Regions from separate parts of the Mus musculus genome. Here regions 1 and 2 are each linked to region 3. A link is a contact called in public HiChIP or PLAC-seq data. All regions are on one chromosome and are shown on one strand. The core of a region is the stretch at or near the end of the contact, and the rest is flanking DNA. Distances in the headings are between cores, read along the strand shown.

The links. HiChIP or PLAC-seq counts read pairs in DNA pulled down with a chosen protein or histone mark.
Region 1: an H3K27ac HiChIP or PLAC-seq map of embryonic stem cells shows a contact between it and region 3, with 6 read pairs. The contact joins the enhancer-like site here to the promoter of Cyp2ab1 in region 3. A contact is called at or near these places in 2 of 39 promoter capture datasets (3T3-L1-derived adipocytes and macrophages), 2 of 115 datasets of contacts at active chromatin or transcription factors (both in embryonic stem cells) and 4 of 9 other capture datasets (adipose tissue, embryonic stem cells, liver and 1 more).
Region 2: an H3K27ac HiChIP or PLAC-seq map of embryonic stem cells shows a contact between it and region 3, with 17 read pairs. The contact joins the enhancer-like site here to the promoter of Cyp2ab1 in region 3. A contact is called at or near these places in 9 of 39 promoter capture datasets (the C10 cell line, the HPC-7 cell line, embryonic stem cells and 4 more), 2 of 15 datasets of contacts at CTCF or cohesin (CD8 T cells and pro-B cells), 31 of 484 Hi-C or Micro-C datasets (the AML12 cell line, the CH12 cell line, DN3 thymocytes and 20 more), 9 of 115 datasets of contacts at active chromatin or transcription factors (embryonic stem cells, extraembryonic endoderm stem cells and trophoblast stem cells) and 3 of 9 other capture datasets (adipose tissue, liver and pancreatic islet).

What each region holds. Positions count from the first base shown.
Region 1 is chr16:20,189,953-20,193,723 of GRCm38.p6, forward strand. Yeats2 (YEATS domain containing 2) reads left to right here. Exons shown (of 31, transcript NM_001145930.1): 13 at 434-537; 14 at 3,207-3,314; 15 at 3,692-3,771. Among named protein-coding and RNA genes, the nearest start is that of Gm41431, 45 kb to the right of the region's middle. Within about 2 kb of position 1,744, at least 52 of the 459 cell types and tissues checked have an H3K27ac peak or open chromatin away from gene starts, as enhancers often do. A contact at or near this core is called in embryonic stem cells, where this site is marked.
Region 2 is chr16:20,475,090-20,478,589 of GRCm38.p6, forward strand. No RefSeq gene overlaps it. Among named protein-coding and RNA genes, the nearest start is that of Gm41432, 19 kb to the left of the region's middle. Within about 2 kb of position 1,967, at least 73 of the 459 cell types and tissues checked have an H3K27ac peak or open chromatin away from gene starts, as enhancers often do. A contact at or near this core is called in the AML12 cell line, Sertoli cells, embryonic fibroblasts and 5 more, where this site is marked.
Region 3 is chr16:20,323,519-20,327,300 of GRCm38.p6, forward strand. It overlaps Cyp2ab1 (cytochrome P450, family 2, subfamily ab, polypeptide 1), which reads right to left and starts at 1,886. Exons shown (of 9, transcript NM_183158.3): 1 at 1,813-1,886.

The DNA of each region.
Region 1 (3,771 bases), core at 494-2,993, 130 kb before region 3:
GAAAAGTTCTGCTTCCAGCATATTTAGGTATGCTGAGCTGTCTTGTGGCTACATATTAGTTTTAGGAATCAGCCCACAACTCTGAAGAGGCAAGTTTGGTAGGTAAAATAAGTTATGGAATCTCTCTTTAGATCTAAACTTATTTACTATTGATGATTAAGTGAATTTTTTTAATCAGACTTTGTGTGGCTGTGGGATAACACAGGCAGCATTTGGAAACAGGTGCAGTAAAAGTTGGCATTCAGCAGAGTGTGTGTGTGTGTGTGTGTGTGTGTGTGTGTGTGTGTTTAGACTTTTATGGTTTTGAATCTTCAACCTTTAAAAATGAACAGTAAATAATTGGAAACAAAGAATGGGGGAAATGATTTTTAAATTATATCTTGTAAACTTTATTTTGTTGATACATAATTTTTATATCTGTCTTGCTTATCAGGAAGTCCTACAAGCAAGCTCCCAGTGGCCTCTCAGGCTTCCCAAGGAACAGGGTCCCCTATTCCTAAGATTCATGGAAGTAGTTTTTTGACATCTACTGTGAAGGTAAACTGTCCCTGCTTTACTATATTGCGCAAGCTCAGCGGGGGTGCTACCCAAAGACAGCATTTGATCCTGAAGATTATTTCTTCTTCACTTTCTTCCTGATATAGGAGACAGTGCTCAGCACATCTCTCAAGTGCTTACCCAGTACTAGTTGAAAGCTCAGTACGGGAAGAGGCAGCCTTACTTACTTCATTAAAAATACTCCTTGAGAGGCTGGAGAAATGGCTCAGCTGTTCAGAGTGCCTGCTGCTCTTAAAGGTCCCGGAAGCTACATAGCAGCTCACGGCTACCTGTAACTCCAGCTTCAAAGGATCTAATGCCACTTCTAGCCTTTTTAGGCACTGCACACACATGTGCAGACTCACACAGACACATATACATTCTCTATAAAAATGTTTGCCTGGCAGCATGGTTTCTGATGGTACAAGGAGCAAACCTTGTCCCCTTTGCACACATCAGCCTTAGTTAATTAATTTAAAAGTAATTCTTGGGCTGGTGAGATGGCTCAGTGGGTAAGAGCACCTGACTGCTCTTTCGAAGGTCCAGAGTTCAAATCCCAGCAACCACATGGTGGCTCACAACCATCCGTAAGGAGATCTGACTCCCTCTTCTGGAGTGTCTGAAGACAGCTACAATGTACTTACATATAATAAATAAATAAATCTTTAAAAAAAAAAAAAAAAAAAAAAGTAATTCTTAACCTCTTCAAATAGAGAGTAGTTCAGAATATCACCTATCCATACAGCATCCGACTTCTTCACATACTCAAGACAGTCTGCTCAGTATTTGGCCAAAGCACTTCCCTGTTTGGCTCCTGTTTTCTCAAGATGGTTATCTTACTTGAAAGCCTTTCAGATGCAGACTGCTGTCTGAGTGGCCCTGAGATGCAAATCTGCTTTAGTGAGTACCCACCCCAGCAGTTAACATTCCTCTAACTTAGTTGACAGGGATCACAGATGGTTTTCTGATCAGAATGAGGTTTTCTTGGAGTAACTCCCTTGAAAGTCTTACCTCTACCATTTATTTTTTAGTATTTGTTGATGACATTTCATTTCGTAGGCAAGTAGTAGTCTTAACTTTAATTATTTTCCTTAAAGTTCAATTTTGGCACATTATCTCTGAGATCTGCTTTTGTCTTTTGAGGTGGAGACAAAGGTCAGTGGTTTTTATCTCACTCTGCTGTTGCTTTCCATTTTCTATTCCCACTTCCTTCCTTTGATGGTTTGCTTGTTTTGTGGTAAGCTTTCACTGTAGTCTAGGCTGGAGCTTGGGACCGTCCTGTCTCCCCCTCCTGAGATACAGGGTTACCTTGGCCTAGAGCATTGTTTTCTTATCCTTTTTATTCCTTTGGAAAATTTATTTTCCAAATGTGAAACTCATTTTACATTTATCTGTATTCCAGATACTGAGTGAATTTTTCAAGACAAGTTGAGAGTATAAAAGAAAAAAAACACACACTCTAAAACATCACCATTATTTGTTAGAATAACTTACTTAGTGCCTGTGCTTTAGGAATATAAAGCCAAATACAACCCCTGTCCTCTACCATCTGGCAAAAGATCAGACATACATAAAGAATCAAATATTAGGAATGGACATAAAGATCAGTTGGTGTTGTGTGAAAAGACTTCCTAGGGAGATGCAGTGCTCATATCTATTCACTCCAGATAGGGAACCAACAACAGATCAAAGTCCACTGTGGTAAACCAATGAGTTTTTTATTGAGGTTACTTACATGAGTATGGGTGAGGGGTTACTTACAGGGGCAGAAATGACTCAAAAACAGCTGCTTCACCAAGGCCCAGCCCAGGAAGGGTGCTGACTCACAGAAGCAAGGAAACCTGGAGTAGGTTAGAGTATCCTTTCCTAGTGACTATGTTAGTCAGGCAGCCTTGCTGGTTTTTCTCCTCCTTGCTGGTCTGATCTCAGGGCCTTTCCTGCAGCTTGCCTTGTCTTTCTTGCTTACTCTGAGAGGGGGGCCCTCGTGAATCTGCTCAGCTATTTTGAGACGTTTACCTTTGCCTTAAGGAACTTCCCTGGGAGATAGAGCATGTCAGTCTCCAAGAAACTGCTACACAACACTGGTAGAGTGCTTCTCCTACATGCACAGAGCTTTGGGTTCCGTCCCCAATGCCACATAAAAACAAGTGTGAGGTTGTAAGCATGTAATCCCAGCACTCGAGAAGTAGAGGCAGGAGCATCAGAAGTTCAAGGTTTTCTTTAGCTAGATAGTGAAACCAACCTGGTCTACCTGACACCCTGTCTTATAGGACTGTAACATCCATCAGGACACAGGTGAGTAGCCTTTTGCTGAGCTGATTTCCTGATTTTTCAGGCAGGGTTTCAGTGTTTAGTCCAGGCTAGACTTGAACTAACAGTCCTCCTTTGTCAGCCTCCTGTGCAGTGAGTTACTACTGGTGCTCAGATGGAATTGCATACCTCATTTTTTATTTGCTTTTAAAAAGGAAATTACAGTAAATGTATAGAAGCTTAGAAGATCTCTAGCATTGTGGGTTTTTGTTTTGTCGTGTGTGTGTGTGTGTTGCTGGCTGTGGTAGGTTTGTATTAAGTAGATAATATTACTGTATTAAGTGTACTAAGTGGCTAGAGTATCTGAAAGCATCCGTTTGGGCCTGTTATATAATATATAGTAATGTTTTTACATACAGCAGGAGGAGTCTTTATTCGCATCTATGCCACCTCTTTGCCCAATTGGTAGTCACCCTAAAGTGCAGAGCCCCAAAGCTGTGACTGGAGGACTTGGGGCTTTCACAAAGGTGAGTGTGTGTCATAGCCTTACCTGTGGCCTTCCCACTCTTTAATAGGCCTTAGCTCTGAGATGTGCTCCCACTTATTTAATGCTGTCCATGTCCTAGGACTCCAGGGACACGGGAGTTCAGAGGTCACGGCCTATTTTGTCTCTCTTTGCTGCCTTCCTACCCCGTCTCTATGACAAGTGACAGAGCAGGGATCAAGTGAGATACAATTTGCCTAAGGACTCGTATCTCTTAAAGCATTATTTTACCTTTTTCATGGAGCCGTTCTGTGTATCCAAACTTGATTAACACTGCAGAGACTAGATTCACAGTTTCATAGTAGGTCCTTCCTCCTCCTCCCCATGGGATACTTATTCAGTGTCATTGTGTGTTGCAAGGTGATCATCAAACAGGAACCTGGAGAAGCTCCTCATGTGTCCACAACAGGAGCTGCGAGCCAGTCAGCATTCCCTCAGTA
Region 2 (3,500 bases), core at 717-3,216, 150 kb after region 3:
AAAGGGCAGCAAATTCCATAATAGCCCCCCAGTCAGATGTGCACCAAGCTTCCCCGTTTGCTTGCCTCGAAAAAAGCTTGCTTGAAACTGGGGCCAGGACTTTGCCCTCCCGTTCTGCTTCTTCAGTAATGGCGATCCGAAGCTCCAGCTTGATTAAAGACAGTAGTGTGATTGCATCAGAACTGGCTCCTTGGTTGTCTTTTGGGGTTCGAGAATGCTTCCTAAATGGACACAACACCCTAGTTGATAACAAGCCTTAAGCATTGTGGAAGAGATGGGTATGTAAAGAATGGACCAGAGAAAGAGACCACAGAGAAACGGCATCAGGGCAAAGACCCTGTTCAAGCAATAAGTAGAAGGCTTTCTTTCAGTCCTTACTTTGTGTTGGTTACACACTCAGGCTCTCACCTGTGTTTGGTTTCAGACCCCAGGACAAAGACTTGAGGTGCATAGTTCACATACCAAAGCAGACCTGGCCTGCAGGTTCTCCCAGCATCCCTTAGGCCCTACCTGGCATACCCTGCCCCCAACCCTGAACTTCCAGCCTAGGGGCTGAACTGCCCTTCCCCCAGAGGCTCTTCCCTATATACTATATAATCCAGACACTTTGTCTCTTCTTCTTCCTCCTCTTCCTCCTCCCCCTCATCCTCTTTTCCTTCTCTCTGTCTGTGGGAGCTCTTTCTCTCTTTCTCTCCCCCCTCTCTTCTTCTCCCTCCTCATGACAATAAATCTGGCTTTCTTTATGTATTTTAATCTGGCTTGAGTTGGCTCATTTCACTGGTGGAGAAATAACTTACCACACCTGTCCTATATTTACAAAATCACTTTGGTTCAGGGTGGGTTTTGTAGAAATTAATTTTCCTGCAGGGTAGGAAGGCATGGGGGTGGGGGTGGAATTGCTGCCATTTCTTTTTCAGGAAACATTTACCTCCTATCCTGTCCTTTCTACAATACCCCAGAAGGATACTGAGGCTAATGAGAAAGACAGTGCAGGATCTATCTAGAACTGCTTGATAAATTAGTGAATTCTAGTGACCGTGAAAGGGTGTGCTGAGTCTTTTAACACTAAATATCCTGAAGGGATTTTTTTTTCCCTAGTATGAGGAATTAAGTCTGGGACCTTGAGTATAAGGGTCCAAAATTGATGAAAGAAGACTCCAGACTCAGAATGCAAAAAGAAAGACATTTAGGCCGGGCGTGGTGGTGCATGCCTTTAATCCCAGCACTTGGGAGGCAGAGGCAGGTGGATTTCTGAGTTCGAGGCCAGCCTGGTCTACAGAGTGAGTTCCAGGACAGCCAGGGCTACACAGAGAAACCCTGTCTCAAAAAAACCAAAAAAAAAAAAAAAAAAAAAAAGAAAGAAAGACGTTTAATCTGTAGAAACAACCAGTATGTTGTGGGAGTCAACCATTTTTTGAAATGGGGACCCCAGACAAAGGCGTGAAGACCTTCTTGTAGGGAACTGGGGGAACTCTCTAGAAGGACTGGGTAATCTAAAACTTCACTGGTGGGTGCTAGGGAGTCATAGGGGGTCAGTGGCCCGCATTCCTATGTCATGAATGTTTAACCATAGGATGAGATAAGGCTGCCCAGCACAGTTGGCCCATTCTGAGATAAGATAGTTTCCCATTTTGTGATTATCCCCGGGCTGTTATTTGGGAGGGGGCTTTGTGATTTTGTTCTGAATTTTATGGTCTATCTCTGGAGCTGGTCTTTTATGGCCTAGTTTCTGGGACTTACGGTCTGTTCCTGGAGCTGGTGCCTTACGGCCATTTTTTTCTAAATCAGGCCTGGTCCTTAAATGGAGACAAATGGGGCTCTTGTTGTCCTTTCATGAGGCTTATGTTGTCCTTTCATGAGCATGTAAATGAACACTCCAGCACTGAGCTCTGGCTTGTTCAGCCCAGACAGGATCTGAGCTGCCACCTTCCAGTCTTTGCCTTCCAAGTACCTGACATTATTTGCTTGCCTTACAGGCCTGTTCAGGAATCTCTTTATCAGAGTGTGGAGGTTTAGCTCCTGACGTCAGGTCTGGGAATGGATCCAGGGCAGATCCAACTCTCCCCCTTTCAACTTGTTCATAACTTTAAACTTGAACACTTAGATGAGACTTAAGTGCTGTTCAGACCAAATTTCTACCCAAAGTATAACTCTTTCTGGGACAAAGAAAAACCCTCTAGAAATGGAGGCCACAAACCTCCTGGGGAAGCTTAACAAGGTGGAAATTGCACCCCCCCCACACACACACACACACTAGGCAGACAGCTCTCTAGCTCGCTTTCTCTCTCTCTCTCTCTCTCTCACACACACACACACACACACACACACACACACATACACGGCAGATAGCCCCCCATACACACACACACTAGGCAAACAGCCCTTCCCCACTAGGCAGACAGCTCTCTAGCTTGCTCTCTCTCTCTCTCTCACACATACACGGAAGATAGCCCCCCCACACACACACACACTAGGCAAACAGCCCTTCCCCACTAGGCAGACAGCCCCACACACTCACACACACACACACACACAGGGACAGACATACACACACACTAGACAGACAGACAGACAGACACACACACACACACACACACACACACACACACACACACACACACACACGGCAGACAACCAGTATGGGGCATTCTTGGACCTCCAAGGTCTTATTTAAGATCTGCCTGGGATGTCACCTACTGTGACTTCAGTGGAGACAAATAAAGAGGATAAAATAGGCCTAAGACCTCAGGGGCAAAAATGAGGGTGTCTGGTCAGAAAATAAAGAAGGCACTGTGCTTGGTGATCTGATCGCTACTTTTCATGTTGCTGTAATTAAATACCCAACAAAAGTAACATAAGAGGGGGGTTGTTCCCACCCTGAGGGTACATCCATCACGGAGCAGAAGGCCTGGCAGTGGCAACAGTGGCAACGGCAGCTGTATATCAGCGCACTTTCTCCTTTTTATTCATTCTAAAACTCTAGCCCATGGAATCCAGGCAAAGAAAAGAAGAAGAAAAAAAGACGACCCTGCACAGAGCCTTTACCCTGGAGCGTGGCTCATTTTCCGTTGGTAGTAGTCAGAGGCAGGAAACTTCTAGCACTGTGGATGGACAACAGTGATGTCTACCCAGTCTGTGCTTATTTAGCGCCAGAATTGTATGGGACCTTCAGTTTTAACACTTCACTCAGATTCCTAAAGTAATTATCTGTGTCTACCTAGGCTCAGGACAACTTGTGACCTAGCGTGTAAACACTTCTCTCTGACCCATGAGTTTCTACAACACAATCAAGCCTTTCAATCTTGAGTAAAGCACACCCTCAGAGTAATGTAAAAAATGGAGGGAAGCAATTTAAAAATATTTTAAGACTTCCCTGAAATTTTTATACAGTGTATTTGATCATATTTATACCTTTCAACTTTTCTTGCCTCTGCCTTTACCTTCCTCCCTTACCCAACTTGTGCTCTTAGCTTTTTTAGTTCAAATTCCATTATTCAAAT
Region 3 (3,782 bases), core at 636-3,135:
GAATTGCTCCAGGGCATGCCTGCTTGATCCTGTCAAGGCCACTAAGATGGGCCAGAACCCATCCCCAAACCTTGAAACCAACTGTTCTAAACAAAATTAGTATATTCACCCTAAGTAATATGTGTCCATAGGTCTATCTGGATGATACTGGGCCAGTCTCTATGAGTTCAACGTCAGCCTGGTCTACCTAGCAGACTCCTGGCCAGCCAAGACTACACAGAGGAGCCCTGCCTCAAAAACAGGAAAACAAACAAGCAAAGGAGGAGGAGGAGGAGGAGGAGGAGGAGGAGGAGGAGGAGGAGGAGGAAGAGGAGGAGGAGGAGGAGGAGGAGGAGGAAGAGGAGGAGGAGGAGGAAGAGGAGGAGGAGGAGGAGGAGGAGGAGGAGGAAAAACCACTTCATTAACCAACAAAATCCAACTGGGCATACTGACTGGTCAGTAGCTACTTTCTTATTTTCTCACTTTTTTTTTCCAGTTTATCTGACGGTTCAGGACACTGAGACTGTAACAGTAATGGAAAAGGAAAGGAGGGGCCTTCCTTTTCAGGGCGGGGTGAGGGAAGGAGTGCAAGTGACTGAATCTGGAGAGGGGTGCTGTGGGTTAGCTCAGTGATGCAACTGGCACGCACGAGTTAGTAACACATACACACACCACCCACACCCTTCCTTCTGAAACAAGGGACAGGAGAGTTGGAGGTGAGCTAGGGCGGCTAGCCATGAAGATGAGGGCAGTGGCACTATAAACCAAAGACTGCTGTTGAGGTGCCTGGTATGTGAGACATGCCTAGTGGGGTCCCTTGGCAGCTAGTGAGGAACAGTGCTAAGAGAAGCCAGTCACATCTAAGGGCCCTTGTCCAGTTCCCGGAGAGAAAAGGGAGAGAAAAAGGACATATTTAGTAGCCAGGAGAGTACTTTCTTTTGTGGCATGAAGCAAAAGAAGCAATGTAGGAGGGGAACTGAGAGATGAGAGAACAAATCAGAAGAAAGTTGGTGTAAACTGTAGCAGCAAGGGCAGCAGGGAGATTGGTGTAGATGTCCCCTCTGCTGTTGCGTCCCTCTCTGGAAAATGAACACAGTGCATAGAGGCAGTGGTTTTGGTTTGACAGTGCTGCCCAGCAGCTCTTCTGTAACAGCAGAGAAGAGCTACACCTGCACCGCGTAACACGAAGCGGGGGCGAGGAGACAGAGAGAGACAGAGAGAAAGAGACAGAGAGGTGACAGTTTTGATTTCCCTCCCTTGAGACAGGCTCTATGTAGCTCACTCTGGCATGGAGCTTGCGATGCTCTTGCCTCAGACTCCCAAGTGCTGGTTCTAGAGGGAGGCACCCCTGCAACTTACTGAAACATTGAATTTTTAAATTTTAAGCCATAGAGGCAAGTCCTCAAATTTTCAAAACTGTAATATATATATAATTTTTATACTTTTAATTTTTATTAAAAAACATGTTTTTTCATACAGTGTATTCTGATCATGGAGTCCCCCTTCTTCAGCTCCTCCCAGATCCTCCCCATCTCCACAGCCACCCAACTCCACATCCTTTCTTCCTCAACAAATAAAAAACAACAGCAAACCTAGAACAGGACAAAATAGGCAAATGGGGGAAAATAGCCAAAGAAAAATAACAAGAAACACATACAGACACACACACACACACACAAATCCCATAAAAACACAAAATCAGAAAACATAATATAAGATCTCTAAGGTTAAAAAGTAAGAAAGGAAGAGAAAGAGGGAGGAAGAGGGAGGGAGGGAGAGGGAGGGAGGGAAGAAGAAAGGAAGGTAGGTAGCTCCAGACAAAGCATTTCGTACCTTTGTTCTCTAGTACTATCCAGACAAAAACTCTCCAAAAATACCACTGACTTTGTTTTGTTTTGGTCATCTACTGCTGGGCATGGTGCCTGCCTTTAGGTGTGGTTTGTATAACCCTTGATATACTGTTCGAGAAAATTCATTATTCCTTTGTAAACAAGTGACAATTGGCCTCTGGGTTTATGCTCACTTCCCTTTTCAGGACTGGAACTCTGCCTGGGTTTCAGGACACGCCCTGTGCATGCTGCTAGGCTCTGTAAGTCCATCTGTCCTATTATATCTAGAAGACATCGTTTCTTTGGTGTCCTTTATCCTTATTGGCTCTTACAATCGTTCTGCCACCTCTTCCATAGAGTTCTCTGAGCACTGAGGTGAAAATTGTCCTTTCAATTTCTGTAAAGGATTGTGTTGGACTTTTGATGGGAATTGCACTGAATTGCTGTTGGTAGGATGCCATTTTTTTTCTGATCTGATCCATGAGCATGGGAGATCTTTCCATTTTCTGGTATCTTCTTCAATGTCTTAAAAATTTTATAATGCAAGTCATTTGCTTGTGTTGGGGTGACCTTCCCTAATGTTGTTCTTGTTTGACTAGAGTTACCCCAACACACACACACACACACACACACACACACACACACACACACACACACACACACAATGAGGTTATTGTGGAAGGTGGTATTTCCCTGATTTGTCATTTGTATATAGGAAAACTACTGATTTTTGGTGTTAATTTTGTATCCTGCTACTTTGCTGAAAGTGGTTATGAGCAGTCAAAGTTTATTGGTATAGATTTTAGTGTCATTTATGTATAAACATAAAAGATACATTGGCTTCTTCCCTTCCTGTCTGTATCCCTTTGATCTCCTTCAGTTGTCTTACTGCTCTAGCTAAGACTTCAAGCATTATATTGACCGGGGATGGAGAGAGTGGCCATCCTTGTGTTGTTCCTGGTTTTAGTGTAATTGCTTTGAGTTTCTCTTTGCTGGGGTTAATATTGCCTGTGGGCTTGCTGTAAAGTGCCTTTATCATGTTGAGGTGTATCCCTTGTAGCCCCAGTCTCTCCAGGCCTTCTCTTCATCTAATGAGATGCACCTGTGGTTCATGTCTTTCAGTCTGTTTATGTGGTGGATTACATTTTACAGTTTATGTAGAACCATTCTCTAGAATGAAGCCTATTTGATCATGGTGGATTTTTTTTTTGCATGTGTTCTTATATTCAGTTTGCAAGTATTTTATTGAGAAGATTTGCATCTATGTTCACAAAGGAATTTGGCCTGTATTTTTTTTTTTCTTTGTTGGGTCTTTGTGCAGTATCAGGATAACTGTGGTCTCATAAAATGAATTAGCCAAAGCTCCTGCTTCTATTTTGTAGAATACTTTGAAGACTGTTGCCCTTAATTATTCTTTGAATGTCTGGTAGAATTCTGTGCTAAGTCTATCTGCACCTGGGTGGTTTTTGGTGGAGGGACTTTTAAGTACTGCTTCTGTTTCACTAGGAGTTATCAGTCTGTTCAAATTGCTTATGTAATAGTGATTTAATATTGGTATAACATTGGTAGGTGGTATACATCAAAAATTTTATCCATTTCTTTCAGGTTTTCCAATTTGATGGAATACATATTTTTAAAGTATGCCTTTATGGTTATATGGATTCCTTCATTGTCTGTTATGTCCCTGTTTTTATTTCTAATTGTATTAATTTGGATCTTCTCTCTCCATCGTTTAGTAAATTTGGGTAAAGGTGTATCAATCTTACTTTCTCAAGGGACCAATTCTTCCTTTCATTGATTCTTTGTATTATTTTTGTTTTTTCTTCAGCCAAGCTTGATTACTTCCTTTGGGTGTGATTTGTGTTCTAAAGCCTTCAGGTGTCCTATTGAGTTGCTGATATAATCTCTCTCTCTCTCTCTCAGCACTTAGTGCTTACATTGAGTCCCATAGGTTTGGTTATGTTGTGTTTTTTG